Linked DNA regions of Mus musculus: region 2 is linked to region 1. The links are chromatin contacts, called in public promoter capture Hi-C maps. All regions are on one chromosome and are shown on one strand. The core of a region is the stretch at or near the end of the contact, and the rest is flanking DNA. Distances in the headings are between cores, read along the strand shown.

What was found. Promoter capture Hi-C pulls out the DNA fragments that hold promoters and counts their contacts.
Region 2: a contact with region 1 is called in a promoter capture Hi-C map of cranial neural crest. The contact joins the promoter of Pbx4 here to the promoter of Lzts1 in region 1. A contact is called at or near these places in 2 of 39 promoter capture datasets (cranial neural crest and stem cell-derived epiblast-like cells).

The regions. Positions count from the first base shown.
Region 1 is chr8:69,182,678-69,186,938 of GRCm38.p6, forward strand. It overlaps Lzts1 (leucine zipper, putative tumor suppressor 1), which reads right to left and starts at 1,521. Exons shown (of 4, transcript NM_001370971.1): 1 at 1,297-1,521.
Region 2 is chr8:69,830,852-69,835,103 of GRCm38.p6, forward strand. It overlaps Pbx4 (pre B cell leukemia homeobox 4), which reads left to right and starts at 1,773. Exons shown (of 8, transcript NM_001024954.2): 1 at 1,773-2,000. The coding sequence starts at 1,858. It overlaps Lpar2 (lysophosphatidic acid receptor 2), which reads left to right. Exons shown (of 3, transcript NM_020028.3): 3 at 1-251.

The DNA of each region.
Region 1 (4,261 bases), core at 271-2,770:
TGAGATAACATCTATGATGCACTGAAAATGGTCAGAAGAAAGAGCTAGGTAAATACAAGGTGTGGGCCATTGCCTGATTAGGGTGCATTCTCTGCCCACAGACTCCTGCCCACATTCTGCTCTGTGCCAACCTTGAAGACTCTTACCCCTGTAAACTCTAACTTGGATATTCATGTGCATACACCTTTCAAACACCTCCATTTTCCTTCTGTCTGCCTGCAGAAAATTGTTTCTGAACTTGAAGGAAGCTCAGGTTACAAATCCTCAAAATCCCTTACCAGCAGCCCCCCCCCCCCCCCCGTCAGGATCTGGGTTCTGGGAGAAGTGCATGCGGGCAGCTCATCTCTCTGTGATGGGCTGAGACTAGATTGTGTTTCCAGGGAGGAGAGACCCTCTGGTGGAGAAGTCTCGATGACAGCTACCCAGAACCCAGAGCCTGCTCCTCAGCAATCCAAGGAGCATGCAGAAAACCTGAGGGCAGAAGGCATGGTTCTTGGATCCCTAAACATCTCTAGTGCTTGGGAAATTGAGGACTGACAACCCGTGGGTGAGCAGAATGCTCACATGTGCCACAGTTTAATCCCTTCCACTTGGAGCAGGGAAGGGAAACATCACCTGGTCCGTGGTGTTTGGGTTTCTATTGCTGAGTGAAGCCAGGGCAGATGAGAAGCAAAAACAGAGGGGATCTGATTCCCTGTGGTGAATGAGAAAAAGGAGTGAACTGAGGTGTGTCAGTGTGTGTCTATGTGTCTGTCTACCTGTGTATTCGTCCAAGCTCATTCCTATTCCTTCCAGACACATGTACCTCCAAAGTTCCAGCCAGCAAGGTAAAGTTCACTAGCCAGTCGCCAGCAGCTGGATCCTCTGTCTGGGGCCCCAGTCTCTGTGGCCTCACTTCCTCACCTCTCATTTCTTCATCTCTACATTCATGTCACCTAATGCACGTCTCCAAGATGAAATTCAGGTTTACGAGAATCCCCGGTCTGACAGACAAAGACATAAGGATTGACTGATGCACACCATTTCCTTCCGGCTGGGGTCAGATTAGAAATACAATCAGTGACAGGGAAGAAGACTCCCCCACACCTACCACTGCCCTTCACCCCGATAGTTACATGTAGAAACAAAGACACCTAGACAGACGCGGACACAGACAGACAAAGACCGACAGACGAGCGGACTCACTCCCGGGAGTGGTATGCTGTAGAAAGCGAAGTCTTCCCTGTGTCTGGGCCGTCCGCAGAGCTGTAGACCCTGCACGAAGGAGGAACAGGACCCTGGGTACCCGTACCTTACCTGTCTGTCCTCCTCCGCCTTGGGGATAGCTGCAAATGGCTGCAGATTTTGATTTTTCGGTGTATTTTGTGCAGTGCCCCTTTCTCTTTTTCTGGAGGGCTCCTAGAGCCGGCGGATCCCGCGTCGCTCAAGTCACACTCCCAGGAGCAGCAGAAAGACAGAGAAACTTTCGGACTGTGAGCTTGTCGGAGCCTCCCAGAGCCCGCCAGCTCGTCCGGGCGCTCTGGCCCTTGCGCTGGGTCCCTGGCCGCCGGCGGGGCGGGGTGGGGCGGGGCACGAGTGGGGCGGGGCCAGAGTCAACGACATTCATTGGCCCGCACTGCCTGCACCCTGTCCTGCTCTCTCCCCGGCCTTTGTTCCAGACTGACAGCTGGGGTTGCTCCGACCTCCTGGCTCCTCTGTGCCCAAAGCCCGCGCCGGTCAGGCTCGCAGTTTCTTAGCTCTCGTTTCATCACACTCGGGGGTTCCTGTCTGTTCAGCCTTTCTCTATCTTTCCTCATCTTCCACTGTCTCCTCGTTCTTGCTTTCTCTGTCTGCATTCTATTCGCCTTTGCATTTTCTTTACCCATTTTCTGCATTCCCTTCTTCTTTGCTACCTCTGCCTCTTACCGGTGATTTCTCCAGCCCAACTCCCAGCCACAACCCCAGCAAAAGGTTGAGTTTCTTGGTTTAAGGACCAAACTAACGGTCTAGAGGGGTTATGAGGGTATTGCTTCACCTTGCTGCGATTATAGACCAGAGAGCCCAGAGCCTCCTGACTTCAGTCCTCAAAAAGATCCAATTAAATTTTGACACTTCAGAAGCCTGAGTGATGCTAGCCAGTAATCCCAGGGACTTGAGAGAGGCTGAAACAGGAGAATTAAAAATTCAAGTCCTGCCTGGAGCACCGAAGTGTAACCTTGTTTCAAAATATAAAGTAGAAATATATAGGCAGGGCGGGCTGGATAATTAGCTCAGAGATAAAGGTTGTGGCCTTAATTTCGATCCCCAGCAGTAAAAGCATCAGCCATCCACCCACTTTTCACCACCTATCTGAGGGTACACTGAGGGTAAGATAGTGAAAAGCAGGCCAGTCTGAAGGCAGAGGCGCTGTCCAGAAATTGCCAGCTTTGCCCTGAAAGGGGCAGGTTAAGGGAAGGAGAGTAGGGATCACTAATAGCATGACTGAATCAGAGTCTTTCTGACACTCTCCTGCCCCAAACCTCTGCTGCTCCCTCCTGCTTTTGACCCTAGATTAATTTAAAGCTTTATTTAATTATGTAATTCTAGCTTCCTGAACACTAAAGAGGGAAAATAAATAGCCAGCCAGCCTGTAATCCCAGCACCTGGGAGACCTGGGAGACTGAGACAGGAGAGTTTATGCCAGACGTCTCTCTATCTATACGTTCCCCAGTTCCAGTTCCGAGTTCCATCCTTACTCCCACCTCTAACCACCACAGGCAGAATGATGCCTCTTTTGATGGAAGCCTTTTCTTCTTTCTGTGCCCCACTCATTGACTTGGTATAAGCATGTCTTCTCAGAGGTGTCTCAGGAATTTTGGTGAATAGGGAGGATACAGAACAATTGTTCTGGCTCTTGAAGGTAACAGTGGACTCCAAAGAGAGACTAAGGACGGTGGATTACAGATCTTTGTCAACTCAACTTTGTCCTTGGTCAAACTCAATTTTGTCACGATTGTGATATTCCAGAGAACTGGACAAAGGAGCCTATAGCTTTCTGGTTCTGGCCCTACCTTTGCTATTACAAAGTCATATCCTAGGCTAGACCTCAGTTTCCTGTTCTGCAAAGTGGGTATTACATATGGCACTTTTTTCCTTTTTTGAGACATATTCTCAGTAAGTAGTCAAGGCTGGCCTTGAGCTCACGACTTTTCTTTGGAGAGCTAGGATTACAATTGTGACTCATCATGACTAAGACACTTTTACTGTAGCACTGACATCTCTTTCAAATACACCGTGGGTAGAGAGCTGGGCATGCATACTAACCTATTGTGGCCCAGTTAGGTAGAAAGTGGGCAGTATTTGGGTGTGAGGTTGGAACTGGATGTACCATGGGACAATAGAAACAACCCATGGACAGGATACTTCAGAGGTAAAGGGAGGTGAGTTGAGAGTGAAGGAGGCAGACTGATGAGAGGAAGCCTGTGATGTACTTTGTACGTATGTGTGACGTGGCTGCACAGTTAAAACCTAAATAACATGACCACCAGCAAGACAAAAAGCTCAATTAGCTCTTTATTCCAAGGGAATGCTCTGCAGTGACTAGATGTGCCTATACTATACTCTTGCCCCAGTAGAATCCCCAAAGCGTTCCTCATACATCTAAGGCCACATGCCTCACACTTTCCTATGCCTGAGTCAGGTCTAGAAAGATGTGTCACCAAACCTGTTGTTATATTTGACCTCGGTCATCCGTGTTGGTGAACAAATGTTTCAGAGGATAGGGCAGGGGCCTTTTGAGTTCTGGTCAACTCTTTTGAGTCAACCTGGTATACCAAGTCAGAGGTTCCTTGATCTCACTAATCTGTCCTCTAAGATTCAGGCTCTGTGTTTTAACTTTGTGTGGGGGATTGAGTAAAATGGCTCCTATAATCTCATGTGTTTGAATGTTTGGTCCATAGGGAGTGGCACAATTAGGAACTGGGGTCTTGTTGGAGTAGGTGTGGCCATATTGGAGATGTGCCACTGTTGTGTTTGGCGGGGCTTTGAGGTCTTATTTATGCTCGAGCTGCCCCTGTGTGGCACAGAGGTTCCTTCTGTTTCCTTCTGATCAAGATGTGGAACTCTCAGCTTCTACAGCACCATGTGTGCCTGCACACTGCCGTGCATCCCACCGTGATGATAATGGACGAAACCTCTAAACTCTAAGTCAGTCCCAGGCAAATGTTTTCCTTTTAAGAGTTGCCATGGTTATGGTGTCTCTTCACAGGAATAAAACCTAACTAAGGCACTTGGCATCTCATTC
Region 2 (4,252 bases), core at 523-3,022, 650 kb after region 1:
CATACCCCTCCAGGCTGGATATGGTCATTGCCATGTTGAATCAAGAACTGCGTTCATTCATGCATGACCTCACAAGTTTGGACCACTAATATGTTTTTGTACAAATACAGGACATATGCATAGGACCACTCTCCTCAATAAAGATTATAGACCCATAATGAAGGTGGGGGAGGGAAGATGATACATTTCTGCTGGAGCTGCCCATGCATTGGGGAGGAACCTCAATAAAGTCCCTGGTTCACAAAACTGGACTTGAGTGAAGTTGTTTCTTTGGTCAGGTTAACTTCTTATCCCAGAGCAGTTCCCCAGAAAAAGTCAAATATTGCAGACATTGATGCTCTTGAGGTCAGAAGAATTCTTTTTTTTTTTTTTTTTTAGATTTATTTATTATTATATGTAAGTACACTGTAGCTGTCTTCAGACACACCAGAAGAGGGAGTCAGATCATGTTACAGATGGTTGTGAGCCACCATGTGGTTGCTGGGATTTGAACTCTGGACCTTCAGAAGAGCAGTCGGGTGCTCTTACCCACTGAGCCATCTCACCAGCCCAGAAGAATTCTGAGGAGTCATAGAGTGGAGGACCCTGAGGGCTGCTGGGAGAACCCCAGGGCGGGGGGTGGGAGGGACTGTGAAAAGGACCAGAAATTTTGCGGAGCCTGGGACTCAGGTGTGAGAGGCCTTGAGGAAGAGGCAGGACTGGGGAGTGGGAATTCTGAGGAGCTGTGGGGAGCTATGAGGAGGAAGACCCACAGTTCTGAGGAAGTAGCCAGGGCAGTGAGGAGAGGGGAAGGCACTCTCAGTTACCAGTGAATTTGATATCAGTTTGAACTATATGAGGCACTGACTCAAGACGCTGAAAATTTAGGGTACAGATATAGTTAGGTTGGTAGGGTTTTGTCTGGTATGCTTGCTGCCCTGAATTCCATCCTCTTCACCACACAAACAGGGCCCTGTGGCACACAGCACTCATCCCAGCACTTAGGAGTTAGAGGTAGAAGAAAGTTCGAGATCATGCTCCAATCATAGCAAACTCGGGCAACCTTCATTACATAACAAACTTGAGGACAGCATGGGCAATAAGAGACTCTGTCTCAAGTTATTTTTGAAACAAGGTCTCTCTGTATAGCCCTGGCTGTCTGGAAACTATGTAGCCTAGGCTAGCCTAGAGCTCACAGAGATCCATCTCCCTGGTGTTGGGATTAAAGGCATGTGTCGCCTTGCCCACCCACAAATTTTTGAAATTTTTGAAAAATATGAAGATGGGGAGCAAACAGTGAGGATGCAAGCCTCTGAGGAAGTAAACTCAGATGTGAATGACTGTAAAGAACCCGGGCCCTGTGAAGAAGTGATAACCTAAACAGATCCAGGACTAAAGAGAAGGCAGAGGCACTGGAGTAAGCAAGGGACGAGGGCCTATGATGGGGAAGGTAGCCATAAAGTGCACCAGACTTAAGCAAATGCAGGCGGTAGTCGTTACCATGGCAACCCCAACCATGGGGTTCCTTTCTTACTGGCAGTTGAGAAAGGAAGTTTCTAGCTAGTCGCTGAGGAGGGGGAACAGTGCATGGTGCTGATTGGTGACGGCGCCCACAGGGGGCGTGTCCTGAGGGGTGGGAGGATCAGAAGAGAATTCCTGTTTCCTAGACAACCCTCAACCCTCAGCAGCCGTTGAGAAGCTGTTTGGGGCGCATCGCGAAGGAGAGGGTGATGCACGGCGAAGATAGATGAAAAGGGCGTTTTATTGGCTAGTGGACTTGAAGGAGGCGTGGTCCCTGGGTCTGCGGCGGTTGGCTGCTGCGCAAGCGCGAGAGCCCGGCGGGACCTGTCCCTCTGCGCTCGCTCGGGACTGTAGCCCATGGCCGCCCCTCTGCGTCCCGTGCCGCCACAGCCCGCCCCGCGCCGCCTGCCGACCACAGCTCCACTAGGCCATGACACGAGCGACGTCCTGCAGCAGATCATGGCCATCACCGACCAGAGCCTGGACGAGGCTCAGGCCAGGTGCGGCTCCCGGGCAGGAAGGGAAGGGGCGGAGGCGGGATGAGGATGGGACAGGTGCAGCTGAGCTTGGAGTGATGGACAGGCGGAGTGATCTTGGGCCAGAGGGAATGAAGGATACAAGAATTTGTCCTGGACTAAAGGGTGACTTCGTGAGGAAAGAGGGTATCAGAGTTATGGAGGTAAAAGCCCGGCCCTGGGAACAGGAGACATTGGAAGGGTTAAGTGATCTATTATTGGCGGACGCGTAGGGTTGGGGTAGGGCAAAGACCGCAAGTTTGCAAGTCACACAGTGGAAGAGAAGCTACTGAAGAGCCTGTACTAGAATGATCTGATACAGGATCCGTTGAGAACTTTCAGGAACGGATATGGGGAGCTGGGTGGACATAGAGGGCACCCGTCTTTTTATAGTTTTTATTTTCTCTTTGTGTGTATGTGTGTGTGCTCCCGACATGTGAGTAGAGATCTCCAGTTCTTTGGGAGTGTAGCGAGTACACTAAACCACTAAGCTCTCTCTCCAGTGTACCCACCCCCAACCTGGCAGGAGCTTTTATCACCAGGCTTGCTTCAAACTCATCATTTTTTTTAAAGAGTCAGTTATTTTATGTATATGAGTACACTGTAGCTGTCTTCAGACACACCAGAAGAGGGCATCAGATCCCATTACAGATGACTGTGAGCCACCAAGTGGTTGCTGGGAATTGAACTCAGGATCTCTGGAAGAGCAGTCAGTGCTCTTAACCACTGAGCCCTCTCTCCATCCCTCAAACTTATTAAAAGATAACCTTGGAAGGATCTTTGAGTTCGAGGCCAGCCTAGTCTGCAAAGCGAGTTCCAGGACAGCCAGGGCTACACAGAGAAACCCTGGCTAGAACCATCCAGAGACTCAAACAAACAAACAAACAAACAAAAGATAACCTTGAACTCCTGATCATGCAGTCTTTACCTTCAGAGTGCTGGGGTGAGAGTCATCCGCCACCCACTAACCACATCCCAAGGATTCCTTTTCTTTATATTTATTTGTCTGTTTGTTTGGGAGAGGACCTCATGTTTCCCAGGCTAGCCTGAAACTCTCCATACAACACATACAGTCCAGGATGATCTCCTGCCTCAGCCTCCCTGAGTGCATGTACCAGCACACCCAGCTCGTGTGATGCTCAGGCTGAACACAGGGCTTTGTGCATGCTAGGCCAGCACTCAGGGACCCATTTTAAAGCATTTCTTTCATATATGTGTGTGATGATGTGGCTTTGTGTGTATGTGCACGTGTGCATGCTGGTCCACATCGCGCATGTGTGTATTGAGGTAAGAGGTCACTATCAGCGGTCTTCCTCGATCATGCTCTGGCTTTTGCATTTACATTTATTTATGGACTGAAGCATGTATATGAAGTCTCAGAAGCCCTGAGAAAGTCAGTTCTTCCCTTCCACTCTGGTTCATGAGGTCAAGTTGGGATTTGGGTTATTTCCCTGCCTTGGGTTCCATAGACTTGGAGTGGCTGCAGAATTGCTGCTCCAGAGATGTAGAAGGGGAAGAAGCCAGGAGTCCGTTCTTGCACAGGTCCCCAAAGGCTACCTCAGGAGCTGTTGTTTGGTGCCCACACCCTGCCTCCATTGTTGTGGGTTTTTTCAAGACAGGGTCTCTCTGTGTAGCCCTGGCTGTCCTGGAACTCCTGAAACCAGGCTGGCCTCGAACTCAGAAATCTACCTGCCTCTCTCTGTCTCCCAATTACTAGGATTAAAGGCATGCGCCACCACTGCCCGGCCTTACCTTGCCCTGCTTAATTATTGTATTTTAAAGACAGGATTCCACTGAGCGCAGAAATGACAGATTAGCTGAAGTGAGTTCCTGGCATCCTTCTGTCTCTACCTGACCTTCTCCCGCCCCCAGCATGGGCTTTAGAGATGCTATTACAGCATGTCAAGCTTTATCATAGCGATAGACTCAAGGGAACTCAAGGCAGCCACTTCCTGACTGACTGAGCCGTCCCTCCAGTCTCTGAACAGACCCTCTTTTTTTTTTTTTTTTCTTTTTCCTGGACAGGGTTTCACTGTATAGACCAGGCTGCCCTCAAAATCAGAGATCCTCCTGCTCTGCCTCCTGAGTTCTGGGATTAAAGGCACACACTACCACATCTGACTTGAGAACCCATTTTTATTACTTTTAACAGAAGCTTTTAAAGATCATTTTATTTTCCATGTATGAGAATCTTACCTACATGTGTTGATGTCTACCATACACAGTCCTGGTGCCCA